Regions from separate parts of the Mus musculus genome. Here region 2 is linked to region 1. The links are chromatin contacts, called in public HiChIP or PLAC-seq maps. All regions are on one chromosome and are shown on one strand. Each heading gives the region's core, a stretch centred on a gene start, on an enhancer-like site or on the middle of the called end of the contact. The rest is flanking DNA. Distances are from core to core; before and after follow the strand shown. Region 1 overlaps Col17a1 (collagen, type XVII, alpha 1). Region 2 holds the start of Gsto2 (glutathione S-transferase omega 2).

Region 1 (6,628 bases), core at 2,095-4,594:
GGGTTGCAGACCCCTTTAGCTCCTTGGGTGCTTTCTCTAGCTCCTCCATTGGGGACCCTGTGATCCATCCAATAGTTGACTGTGAGCATGGCTGCTACTTCTGTTATCTTGATACTTGGACAAATCACTGGACAGTACTGTTATAATCAGAGTCTGGTCATCTGAAGCCCAAGGTCTATGAAAATGGTCTGCTTAACCTTGACCAGAACCTTGACCAGAACTCCTCAGTCTTCCTGTCCTGAGGAGCCCTGACCCTCTCAGAAATATGGGAGAGATGAGAGCAGGTAAAGGCTCTACAGGGCCTGTGGTGAGGAGAGGCCTGTTGTGGAGACAAGAGGCCCTGCCATTCCACCCCCCCCTTTATCTATCATTCAGGGACTTAAACCCCACCCCCACTGCACCCCCATCCCACCCCAGCCTCCCCCAGCCCACAGCCTGTGGTTATACAGGGTGATGCATACCTTGTTGTCCTGGGAGACCAGCAGGGCCAGCTGGACCTGCAAACAGTTATAGAAAAAGCTAAATCACAGCCCCTCCCCCAAAGCTGAGAAAAGGGCAGGTACCTGGGGACACAGGAAGTCTCCCAGAGCAGATTAGCAACCAGAGGCCAGTCCTGTAAAGCTGACAGGAAGGGGAGCCTGAGGTGGGGCACATCTTTACTGCTTGGGGACATCTAGGTCACTTAAATATCCACTGCTCACTGGAGCATGCCTGCATAGGAACAGGGCACACTTGCCTTGGGTATAAATCCTGTTCTTAATTTGAATACAAATATTTTAAATAATTAAAACATAAAACAAGATAACAGGCATCTTGGAAAAATGGGGGTGGGGGGTAGGAATCACAATTCTTTAATATTTTGCTTTATTTTAGTTCAGCAGTGTTTTGGGGGTTTGCTTACATTTGTAAGAAGGCAGCTGTACCCACAGAACTCACACACACCCCTGATGGTGGTGCTCTAGCCTCCCCAGAGCTTTGCTACACAGTTCTGCAACCATGGCGGTACATCCATGAGCCTCACTGAGCACCAGCATTCGGGCTGCCCCAGATAAATCTGTCGTACTATTTCTCTAAGAAACAAAGAGCTCAGGAACCTTCATCAACTGCTCCGGTTCTGGAGACGGAAAGGTCTGGATGGAAACCCTCCCCTGCCCTTTGTCGGCTGTGTGACCTTAGGGGAGTAATTTACCCACTCTGGGTCTCGGTGTCTCAGCAAATGCTGAGTGTAGCATCAGACTCCTCCCTTATAAGTCTCCTCTCCGTAGTCCCTGCCCTCAGTGTCAGGATTTGAACAGATGTGCCTAGAATCTGTTGTCTCCACAGCCTGCTGCTGACTGGGGGCAGAGCAAGAGAACAGACTGACCTGGCGTCCCTGGAGGTCCTGGGGGACCCATGGCACCAGGAGGTCCGGGAGGTCCGGGCACAGTGATTGTTGATGATCCCTCTGGAAACAGAAGAAATATGGGACACATGTCACCTTCAGAGGTGCCAAGACCCCAGTAGGCTGCAGGCCATGCCAGGACCCCAGTAGGCTGTAGGCCAGCAAGACAGGAACCTCTCCTTCTCATCTCTCCAACATCCTAACTTCCCTGGGCTGACTACAGGCCAAGGAGCCACAACATGGTGGTCTGGGCTCACCTGCATCCCTCCCTAAGCACCCGCCACCCGCTGACATTGAGGCAGATGGCCCACATGGGACAGGCAAATAGAACTCAGGGACGTACCCTCCTGGGCTGCCTACCTGAAGTCATGACTCTGCCGGGAGCGCCGGGTTCGCCTGGGGAGGACAAAGGGAGTGGGCAAGAGGATTAACCAGTGGCTTGATGAATCATTTTCAGAGCCTCTGGTTGCACCGAGGGCCACCTGTGGTCCTCTTGCCCTCAAGCTAATGGGATTGTAGTAATGAAGGGAGCCTATGCTACACTGAGTGTTTATCTCTCAACTTAGACCCAGGGCCAGAGCTTTGGTCGTCTCTCAGAGAAGGGGTCTCCTGGGAGGCTGTGGAGGAATGTGCCCTTCCACGAGGCCAGAATGGGGGCCAACCTGAGTCTCGTTCTCAGCCCCGCCCCATCTTTTCTTCCTGTAATGGCCATAGTCGGAGAAATTATCTGAAGATCAAAGGATAAATAAAAGTCACGATCCCATGGGTGAATTCCCTGTGTACCGTTGGTCTTGAGGGACAAGAAAGGATGTGTGAGTGAAGGGCTTCCAGCAAGAGGATGCAGGACTCATGGGTCTCTGTACATATCCACCACTCCAGCACCTCTTGACTAACAATCCATGGCTGGATGGGCTTGGGGCTGGCAAAGGACTAGAGAGGGCATGAATTCTGGAGCTGGGAGCCAGGCTCGCTGAGAGAGCCTGCCTGGCACACTTCAGCTTTACTCCTAGAACTAACCAGAGACGCTCCTTTGACCAAAGCCCTTCCCTGGACGCTAAGGTGTGTGAACAATGATGGTAAGCCCCACAGGGAAGGGTGGCTTTGGTTTCCTCTCAGGGAGAGCAAAAGGGTGCGCTTTGCTCACGTTCCCCCAGCCAGGGCTCAAGGCCAAGGCAGGAGACTGCTCGGAGAGAGTACACTCTAACAATCGACAACCTGCGTCTGAAGTGCAGCTCCTTCAGGAGAGCCTGCAGCCCCCAAGGAATACTCTATGGTCTCCCCTAACCCTATGAGGCCTTACGGAAGCCACCAGAGGTCCACTGGCCTGGGAAGTAGGAACTCGGCTGCCATATTTTACAGCTGTGCTCATTTATCCGCAAAGATCTTTGTGGCTCAGCCGCTCATTAGAAATAATAGTTTTTCAAACCTTTTCTTTCTAGGGTCCCACTTGGGGATGTTTGTGATGAAGAGTGCCAAGGCTCAGGAAAGTGAGGACACAGGACGGAAAAGAGTGTGTGTGACCCTGAGCACCCAGCATTCCTAGGTTTGCCCAGGGCTGGGGTCTGATGGGCAGGACTGAACTAGAGTGTTACTCTGAGCCTGTGTGGCATTGCATTGCCCCAGCCAGACACCCTATAGTCCTTTGACTTGTCCCCTGGTGGGGTTAAGGCACCTCTTCCTTCCTATAGACACCTCTTTCTGCGTCTCTGCTGTCCTCAGTCACACCTGGGACAGGGTGGGGGAATCAGGGTGGCTCTGGTCTCAGTAGACCTTGGCGTCAGGAGTATTTTAGAGGCATTTAAAAGTCAAATAGGCTTAGAAAGCTTGGGAGCAAGCAAGCTTCCTTTCCTATCTTCCTGCCACAAGGACCTGGGGACATGAAAATAAGCCTCAGGGTTCAGCCTGGAACAAGTGGGCCTGAGGACTCAGGCCTCGGCACTCCCTCCTCTCAGCCTTCCTTTGGAACCACTAGATGCCACTGTTGGTCCAGGCTCTGGTCAGAGCAGACCTTCCTGCCTGTCAACCCCTCCCGGCTGTAAAAATGGCTGGTGAGAAGAAAAAGAAAAAGAAAAAGAAAAAGAAAAAGAAAAAGAAAAAAAGCTCCTTGGGAGAAATCACATACCTTTAGTCCCTGGTCGGCCAGGGCTACCAGGAAGTCCTGATGTGATTAAACACAAGTCAGTCAGGATGATTAAGGCCCCGCAGCTCTGGATGTCTGCCCTCCCTCTCTCCCCTCTGGCAGTAACCAGCCAGCACTCTGCCACTCAGTGTGGCCACACGGGCTGCCTGACAGAAGCAGCAGGATCCACTCAGGCCCTGCCTGAAGTCACCTGGAGTGGGCACAGAGCTCTCCCCCAGAAGCCTGTCTGTCTGTCTGTCTGTGAGACATGGAGGCCCAGCAGGGTTGGGTTGAGGTAGACAGAGGCTCTGGAGGATCCCTGTCACTCTGGGTTACAAGGCTGTCACTGTCCCTCTCCCTGTTGACTGCTGTGTCCAGAGTTAGCAGCACGTGTTGGCCTTTGCAGAGCTTGGTATGACTCTCTTTGTCTGACTAGAGAGAGTGAGGGGCTGGATGTGCGTGCATGGTAGAGATTTCTTAAGAGAATTCCTAGCCAGCAGTATCCTTCCTGAGTGTTCCTGCACCAGAGACAGAGCACGGAGCAAACCGGATCTGGCATCACTGATATCAGAATGTCACCTACATGGTCTGTGCAGGGTTCACCCCCCACCACCCTTATGGTCCTTATTAGCACTCACTGTGACAGAACCCGAGTCTGTTTTACTGGAGATGGGAAAGGGAAGGACAGGCTTGTGTAACTAGAGAGACACTGGCTATAGCGCCTGTCCTGTCCTGGCAGGAGATGGCATCCGGGGACTGCATGACTCACCCTGAGGTCCCTGGGGTCCTGTGAGACCTGCAGAAAAGAAGACATAGGACCAAGAGTTGAAGGGTTAAGGACTGCTCCAAGGAGCCACAACACAACATAACATAACACAACACTACACAACACAACACAACACAACACAACCTTGCCCCCAGAGCCGGTGGGCGTGGCAGTGAAGGGCTCAGAGGTTAGGGCCCAGAGTCCTCCATCTCTGGGCAGAGAGCCATTCTGTGAGCTTTGTTGTGAAATGAACAGATGTTCCATTGCACACACACACCCACATATACACATGAGGTCAAATGCTGCCATCGCTCCTCCATTACACTGCACCTAGCTCCAGCCAAGGAGTCGGGGTTCCTGGGTGAATGGACACCGTATCTGGTTTTGACTTACTCTTCCCACAGACCTAAGAATCCTGCTCTTGTTTGGCCCTCGGTGGAGATGCTAGCAAGGCCTCTCCTCTCTGGTCGATAGGTACTGGTGAAGGCCTGGGTACAGCCCCAGGAGAGGAGACAGGCAAGACACTGAACTTGAGTTCAAGTCTACAGTATTAAGAGCACTCATGCCCTTCAACTCCTTGCTTATTTTCATCTGCTACTTCTTCTTTTCAAAATGTCAACTTGTGGTTAGAGTTCTGCCTTGAGCTGCTTGCTGAGGGTAACAGGGTAAGGCTCATACACACACAGTGTAGCATCTGAGCACCTACCCACCACACCCCCAGTGTGCATACACACGGGAACATCCCAGAGTTGCATGCACACAGAGGACAGTGGCATCCCTTTCCTGTCTCATTACCTGGCTTTCCTGGGTCTCCAGCGGGTCCTGGGGGGCCCCGGGTTCCAGGCATCCCTGTCAAGCCTTGTTCACCTGCGGAGAGCATGAAATATGGGAATGGCTCTCCCCTGGGAAAGTGCAGCTGAGCCCCTGGGGTTTCCTCAGCGGCTTGCTGGCAGATAGGCAGGCGGGAGGAAGCACGGTGACCAAGACTGCTGCATGCCCCTTTATCATTAGGATGGAGGGCTCAGGCATGCATGTGGGGGCAGAGGAAGGCCAGGGAGGGGCAGGCAAGGGCAGCCGGTGACCATGAAGACCACAGCGTGGTGACTAACCTCTGGAACCTTGCTGTCCATCAGCGCCAGCCGGACCTGGGAAAGAAGACAAGTGAAGTCTGTTCAGTGCTCCCTCCTGCCCCAGTTCAGTGCTCCCTCCTGCCCCAGTTCAGTGCTCCCTCCTGCCCCAGTTCAGTGCTCCCTCCTGCCCCAGTTCAGTGCTCCCAGTAGCTCCTGCCCCAGTAGGCTTGGAGCACGTGGTCTCCCAGGCAGGCGCTCATACAGCAGTCCCCATGGCCGCCAACCTCAGGAGCCTCGCCTTTGTGATACGCCCCAACACAGGCTCCTCGCAGCTTCTCCTAAGGCGCATGCATTTCCCTCCTGGGAATGGTCCAGGACACCCTGTCCCCAGTGCACTATGAGAACAGTGTCTGCCTCATTCACCTGAGGACCTGGAGGTGAAGGTCCTTCAGGTCCCTGTCACCTCTCCCCTAACCATATTCCTAACCTCCTTCCAACGTGGATTAGCCACACCAGTGGCACCTCTGCATGATTAAACACTTTCTGAGGTTTTTTTGTTTTTTGTTTTTGTTTTGTTTTTGGTTTTTTTCAAGACAGGGTTTCTCTGTATAGCTTTGGCTGTCCTGGAACTCACTTTGTAGACCAGGCTGGCCTCGAATTAAACTCAGAAATCCGCCCGCCTTTGCCTCCCGAGTGCTGGAATTAAAGGCATGAGCCACCATGCCCGGCACTTTCTGAGTTTTAAGGAACACCTGAAATGCCCTTTCTTCTTTCTGTCTTCCAGGCTGAAAACCATCTCTTCTTAGGTTGTATCCTCGCTCTCTGTGACTCCCGTGGCCCCTGTCACCACTCACAAGCTTTGTTGTAACTTGCAGGGATGAAGTAACGCACAACCTAGTAGCTTACGGTCCTGCATACAGTATGCTCTTACTAATGCTTAGTCAGTGAATGGTAGTGAAAGGGTCACATCCCCATTGTGGTGGCTTGAGCATCTATGGGACTCTAAGCTGAGGCCAGGCTCCCTGGAGCTTCTCCGTCTGGATATAGGCACCTCAGTGATGGCTAGTCAAAGGGTGGTGTCCTGAATCTGGCTTTGAAGCTGTCCCTGAGGTGGACTACTGGGGATTCCATGGAACCTCAAACCTTGCAAGTTCTCGGTGAGCAGGAAGTAGTCAGGGAAGAAGGACAATGCCTGCTCCAGAACAATGAGACATTCCCAGAAACCTGCAGCTAGAGAGCCTCTGGGGAGATACTCAGCTCAGACTGTGGGACACTTACCCATTGCGCCTTTG
Region 2 (6,628 bases), core at 1,187-3,686, 210 kb after region 1:
TATTTTTCCTTTAACAATCAGGGCATGGATAATTACAAGAGCTTCCTTGGTGGGGATTCTCCTTCTATGGTTGATTATCTTACTTGGCCTTGGTTTCAGCGACTGGAAGCATTGGAGCTCAAGGAGTAAGACATTTGAATATTTTGTGCATAGTTTAGGGTGAGGGCTGTATTATGACATATGGAATTTTTCTGAACCTAGATAAATATTGATGTCACTGGCATGAATTGAGTCAGCAAGAAAGGAAAGTCCTGGGGGTACACACAACCGGTCAGGTCACCCATTCATTCCCATGTTCAGCCCCAGGGGAGGACAGGATATCATCTGTCTATGATATCAGGGTCTTAAATTTTACCCTCTGCAGGCTAAAAATCCTCACGGGTGTAGATAATTCTAGGCATATGTACCCTCCATCAGTACAAGTAGATAATTTTAGGCATATGTACCCTCCATCAGTACAAGTTTAATTAACCAAATGGTGTTCTTTATTTCCCTGTTTGTTGAGACCTTAGTATTAACACATCTTTATTACTTCCCGCCTACTTGTAAGAGTTCCACACTGCCTTTAAAACTCATGCTTTGAGTTTGCAGTCAGCCATGTTGGCTTACTTCTACGTCCTAGAACTCATGGCAATCTGGGGCTACCTCTATTCCCGTTTCCTATAGAAAGTTGGCATTTAAGGCTGTTGTCTGTCAGTCTCTCAGTTTGAAGTTCTGCTGACTGACCACGCAACTCTCAACTCGGCTTCCTCTTCTGAGAAACAAAGACCCCAATGTCACTCAAAGCTAAAGCCTTTTAGTCTACGGCTTGCATTTTAAAGAGTTGCGTTTCAAGATCAATTTTTAAGAGTTTAGGGGGATAGACTGCAGTGGTGGGTGAGACTCTGGGATGCCGGTCTAGCTCCTGTGGCTCACAGCTCTCATCTTGTCTTCCCACAGGTGTCTAGCCCACACCCCCAAGCTCAAGCTCTGGATGGCGGCCATGCAGCAAGACCCTGTGGCATCCTCTCACAAAATTGATGCCAAGACCTACCGCGAGTACTTAAATCTCTACCTACAGGACAGCCCCGAGGCCTGTGATTATGGGCTCTGAAGGGCAAGAGCCCTCAGCAAATGCTGTTTCCCCTCACTGATTGAATATCATGCTTATTTTGTCCAGTATTCTCACTGGCTCCTTTCTCATAATTTGACCTTCTGGCCTAAGCGGTGCCCCCCAGGGCCCCACTCCTGTATTTCTATTTCAGAACAATCTGATCTAATGGTCCTAACAGTCTTCACTGCCATCCCCAAGGCCATCACCTCTGGTTTGATACAGACATCTAGATTTGGATATCAAGAAAAATGTCAAGTTTTTGATTACTCATGTCTGAAAACTGTGATTTCCCCATACTTTCCATCATTAAATCTCTTATTCCTCTTGTGAGCATCGAAAACTGAGTCCAAACCACCTCAGGTCAACATGACTGGGGTAGCCTCTTGCTTGAGCTCTCAGTTCCTAATTTCTTAAAAAATGTGTGTGTGTGTGTGTGTGTGTGTGCGTGCACGGGATCCCTTGGAGCTGGTGATACCGGCAGAGGCTGTGGGGTGATAGGAAACGAATCTCCCTTCTGGAAGAGCAGCAAACAACCACCAAACGATCTCACTAGCTCCTACTTCTAGCCCTTTCAAATCCTTCCTTCCAAACAAGGCAGATATAGTTCTGTCTTCTATAGGTGTGCCACATGCAATACCGTTAAAATCACACTAGCCAGTTCAGTATATAAGACTGAATAAGTAATGGATGAAATCTCCCAATGGGAAAGGTTAATCTTAATACTTCTATCACTTCCATAAGACAGGTAGTCTGGGAACCTCACTCCATTCTAGGGATGGTGAGTCTGGTCCAGATGTTAAGTGAGGTCTTAAGATGTTGGCAGAAGGATCTGGAGGACAATGAATGCCCTTAAGAATGGCAACCCACCGACCGCCAGGTTTTCTGTAGTTGTTTTCTGGCTTGCCTGCGACAACCACGGGGGTGATTCGTTAAGGGCGCCAAAACTGGCAAAGCTCAGCGCCGCATTTAGGGTTTAGCTTCACGGTGATGGGGGGCCCGCACCCTGGGGAGGCAGGGATTGGCTGACTTCACAAACGGGACAACTAGCGTCCTACTCCGAGCGGAGCCATCTGTGCCGCCGGCCCCCAGCCCCCGGGCAGGCCCTGGCGGTTCCTCGCGGATTCCCAGTAGGATGTGAGACCAGCGGCTGAGAGGAACCGCCTGCTACCGACTTCCTCTTTAGGTAGCCATAGATTTCCGGCCTGACCCTCGTTTCTCGAGCAAGCTGCTATAACGCGGTCGCCTATTGGCTCGCTCTTCCAGACGAGCCAGGTATTGGCTGGAGCGCAGGGCTCGGCGGCCAATTGCGGGGTAGCACCGTGAGAAGGGGCGGGCCCGCCTCCGCGTCGGCCGCCGGGCGTCCCAACTCCGGGTTGGAGCCATAGCCGCCCGAAGGTTGCTCTGAGATGCTTTTTCTGCCACCGCCACTGGGGGGTTCGGCCTCACCTGCGCTGTGTCGGAAGGGAAAAGGATTTTGAGGTCAATTCTGAACTTTGGGGGACTTGTAAAATCTGGGCTTTTCAGAATAGGATCGCCAACTTTTAATTTTGCAGTTACATTTTAAAAGAAAACCCAAATGTTTAACCATAGCTAATGTTTCTTTCTTTTTCTTTTTATAAAAAATTTCACTAAAAATGTGTAAGGGAGCCTAGAATATAGCAATAGGGTAAAGAAATCGTAAGGAAGAAAGAATAGTCAATAGTTTTAGATTATTGAGTTTTCTTTAAGCCAGAAACCTGTCATTGAAATTAATTTTCCAGTTTGGACGAAGACAGGCACGCAGAGTTCCACAGATCTGGAGTTTCGTACCTCAGTTCGGCTTAACTAGTTGATGACACAGACAGGCAGGAGAATTTCGTTTCTGAGACTGCCTGTCTTTTGAAGGCTACGAAAATCGTCCCTGCTACGTTCAAATAATAGTAATCACAATAACAGCTAATGTTAAGTCCTTGCTAGATGACAGACACATGCTAAGTATTAGATGCTTGCCATACTGATCCTAATAACACTTCCCTAAACCACATGGTACTCTTACCTCCGCATTACAGATTAGAACGCCAGTGTGTTAGAAAATCAGGGTTGTTGGAGCTTTTGATTATTAGCCCAAAGTAACCCAGCTACTAAAAGGTGGAGCGATTCAAATGTAGCCTATGTTTGTTGTAAAAAAGACTGCTCTTTAGATAAGTTTATATATCTATAAAGTTCCTTTTCCTAAGAGCTCTTACATTTAGAGATTAAGCCAAGACAGAATAATATCATCTGTTATCAATGGATTCCACATCATTCCAATTTAATTAGACTAGAAAAGAAAAATTACATCCGAACTGAGTATATTCAGACTTCTCATGTCAGTATCCCCTAAGCAATGCAGTGTAACAACGTTTACCTTGTGTTGGCTATTCTAAGTCATCTAGAGGTGGTTTGATGTGTCTAGGAGTGTGTGGGTAGGTGAGTTGCAAATGCTTCGCCATTTTATATAAAGTTGTTGAGCATCCGTGGAACTTGATATCCAAAAAAGGTCCTGGCAATAATTCTGGGCACGTCCCTGTCCTATCCCTATCATGGTTTGGTTTCGGCAGGCGATGTTGCTGCTTTTGCACGCGTTTACAAACTTTGATGTCAGACTCTTGAAATTTTGCTTTTTGACTATTCAAATATTATTATCAGGGTGTATAAATGTGTCACACATGTCATTAAAGACACAGGGATAAGAAAACAAGCACTTTAAAAGAAGGTCTCCTCTGACCCAGTTTTCCTGACCTGGATGGGAAGGTCCTCCTGTGGTCACTTCAGTCACCTCATTTCATATGTCCCAACGTTAACGCCATTGGGACATGAGCTTCCCTATGGTCCTTGCTCCTTGCAAGCCCTGAATAAAGGCAGCTGTGAGAGTAGAACCCTTTCCCTCATCTGGCCCAAGGAGTTCAGTGAACAATAGTGGACACCCAGTAATGTGATCTTTCATGTCAAGTGGGCATTCAAAGAGACAAATACAATCATAATCTAGCATCTGCTAATATTAGACTTGTGACCAAAAGGTTTTTTTAAGCCGAACAAACAAACAAACAAACAAACAAACAAACAACTCAAGCTGGCATAAAAGTGCACACATTTAATTCCAGCACTTGGGAGGCAGAGGCAGAGGCAGGTGGGTCTCTAAGTTTGAGGCCAGCCTGGTCTACAGAGTAAGTTCCAGGACAGCCAGAATTACATTAAAAAAAAAAAAAAAAGACAAAGGAAGAAAGAAAGGCCCCCCTTTCCTTAAAACAAACTGAAATCGAGTGAAGAAATTATTTCCATTCTGTAAATACATACATCATTAATCACCATGACCAGAGATTCCTCTATTTTTAGAAAAGCAGCTCAGGGACTGGGGAGATGACTTAGTGGGTAAAGTGCTTGTTGAACAAACACAAGAACCTGACTTCCAACCCCAGACGCACAAACAAGACCTGGTGTGGTGGCCCGGGTTTGTAATCCCAGTGCCATGGAGGAAGCTGAGGTGGGTTTCTGGGGCTTTGGGGCCAGCTCAACCGAATCAGCAAGTTCCAGGTAAGAAGGTGAGACCCCCATCTCAAAAGACCTCTGGCCTCTGCCATCCAAGCTCACACCTTGAGTGTCTGTGTGTGTGTGTCTGTGTGTGTGTGTGTACCTTCACACACAGAGAAACAGTGGATATGATTATATTTCAGATGTCTGAAAAATTATTTCTAATAGATTTCCATGACCTTATTAAAATTGTTTTGTGCTTGAGTTGGTCAATATAACAGAGATGCAAACACGGGATAGCATAGATGGAACATTTGCAAAAAAAAAAAAACCACTTAGGAGTTACCTACTGAAATTTTAAGAGGAAGCAGAGAACAAGCTTAAAGGTCATGATTAAAATCCTTCTGGGAAAACTGTTGTGATCTTTCGAGAGATTAAAAAAAATCACATTACTGAAATGTAGCCTGAAGCATTCAGCACACTCAGCCAGCATTAAACTGTTAACGGGGGAAATAGTGTGGTGAGTTAGATTCTAATTCTCATATGCCCGGCAAGCTGAATTGCAATGTGTGTCTCTTCATGGGTGCAGAATGGGAAGGCATCATGCTATAAAAATGCCTTCTTACTCATTAGTATTTCTCTTTAATTTTGAGGGTCACTGAGATAGAACTCCGCACAATTTCACTCCATAGTCAAAACCATCATATACACACTGGTGGTTGTCATCTTAAACAAGGAAGATGGAGGGCAGAGAGGCTAAGCATTGTGCCCAAGGACCAAGGCAGGTCTCACAACCCATCTGGTTCCATGGCCCATTTTGAGACTCCTGACATTGTACTGCCTCCCATAGGTGGAGAATATGTTCTACCTTTGTCCTAACTTCTCCAAATAGACTTGTATCTCAAAACGTGACCTCCCATATTACAGACATACTTTTTATCTTGAGACAGTGGTCACTCTGTAGCCCTAATTGGCATCAAATTTGTGATCCCCTTGCCACAGACTTCAAGTTTTAGGACCATACCACATACCACAACAGCTTGCTCAGGCAAACCTGTTACAAATGACATTTGCTGTTCTCAGATTTCGATTCCTTTAGAAGGAGTGAATCGTGAGGGGAAAGCTGGAAATGTTTGCCCTTCTGGCACAATAGAACCTCCCAGTTTGCAAGTAGAATTCCCTTCCTGACTGTTGCTATCTCAGCCATTGCAACATAAACAGCTATGAATGACCAAATCAAAACCACCTGGCTAACTCAGGCTGCTGGCTGAATTTTATGCAGCTCAAAGTGCTAAGAATGCTTTTCAGGACTGTCGTTTTAAGCAGCTGAAAAAAATACCAAAATATAAATCATAACATGTGATGTAGAGATCAAGTTGACCAGTACCGAGTGGTTTTTGTGAATTGTGGACCGGGAGTGCTGTGTCAATATATGTTCATCTACTGTAGCGTAGGTGCCTCTCTGGAGAGATAGGAGGCTGTATGTGGAGGTAGGGAGACTGTGAGGTACCTCTGTATGTTCTGTTTTATATTGTTGTGAACCTAAAGCATCTCTAAAAGTTAGAGGCTATTGAATATGTATATATATTGAATATGTGTGTGTGTATATTCATATTCATCTTTATTCATCTTTCCATTGGGATAATCCATCCTGTAGGATGCATACGTACAGGCCAGTTTAAGGGTTAAACAGGACCAGTCAAGCACCAGCTGGTCAGTAATGACTCATTTTTATTTTCTCTTTAGAACCTGGGTGTGGTCTCCTCGGCGGTTATCTGCTGTATTTATGTGAAAGGTGAATGAAAGACAAGAAATAAAAAGGTGGGCATGACTGCTCCTGAGGTGGAGGGTTTCACTATAGATATAGGGGAGTTTGCAGGCACAGTCAGAGGCAGAAACATCTGGGAGAGTGCAGAGCAGACAGAATCAGCTGACTGAGTTGGGCCCTGTGAGGAGAGGGTGGAAGGAGAGAGGAGAGCCAGGAGCAGAGGCTAAGAGGTTCAAACGGGTAAGAAGGCTGGGGTACCCCAAATGGCTGGGTCATAT

Evidence for each region. HiChIP or PLAC-seq counts read pairs in DNA pulled down with a chosen protein or histone mark.
Region 2: a CTCF HiChIP or PLAC-seq map of the NIH/3T3 cell line shows a contact between it and region 1, with 10 read pairs. The contact joins the promoter of Gsto2 here to the enhancer-like site in region 1. A contact is called at or near these places in 5 of 39 promoter capture datasets (the 3T3-L1 cell line, 3T3-L1-derived adipocytes, cranial neural crest and 1 more), 3 of 15 datasets of contacts at CTCF or cohesin (the NIH/3T3 cell line and pro-B cells), 34 of 484 Hi-C or Micro-C datasets (the 3T3-L1 cell line, the AML12 cell line, B cells and 26 more), 1 of 115 datasets of contacts at active chromatin or transcription factors (pancreatic cancer cells) and 4 of 9 other capture datasets (adipose tissue, embryonic stem cells, liver and 1 more).

Annotation. Positions count from the first base shown.
Region 1 is chr19:47,655,722-47,662,349 of GRCm38.p6, forward strand. It overlaps Col17a1 (collagen, type XVII, alpha 1), which reads right to left. Exons shown (of 54, transcript NM_001290825.1): 29 at 6,615-6,628; 30 at 5,376-5,411; 31 at 5,062-5,133; 32 at 4,270-4,296; 33 at 3,504-3,539; 34 at 1,742-1,777; 35 at 1,364-1,444; 36 at 462-497. Among named protein-coding and RNA genes, the nearest start is that of Col17a1, 33 kb to the right of the region's middle. Within about 2 kb of position 3,345, at least 94 of the 459 cell types and tissues checked have an H3K27ac peak or open chromatin away from gene starts, as enhancers often do. A contact at or near this core is called in 3T3-L1-derived adipocytes, the AML12 cell line, the C2C12 cell line and 14 more, where this site is marked.
Region 2 is chr19:47,863,358-47,869,985 of GRCm38.p6, forward strand. It overlaps Gsto2 (glutathione S-transferase omega 2), which reads left to right and starts at 2,437. Exons shown (of 9, transcript NM_026619.2): 1 at 2,437-2,572; 2 at 6,329-6,403. Gsto1 (glutathione S-transferase omega 1) reads left to right here. Exons shown (of 6, transcript NM_010362.3): 5 at 22-125; 6 at 940-1,433. The coding sequence ends at 1,093.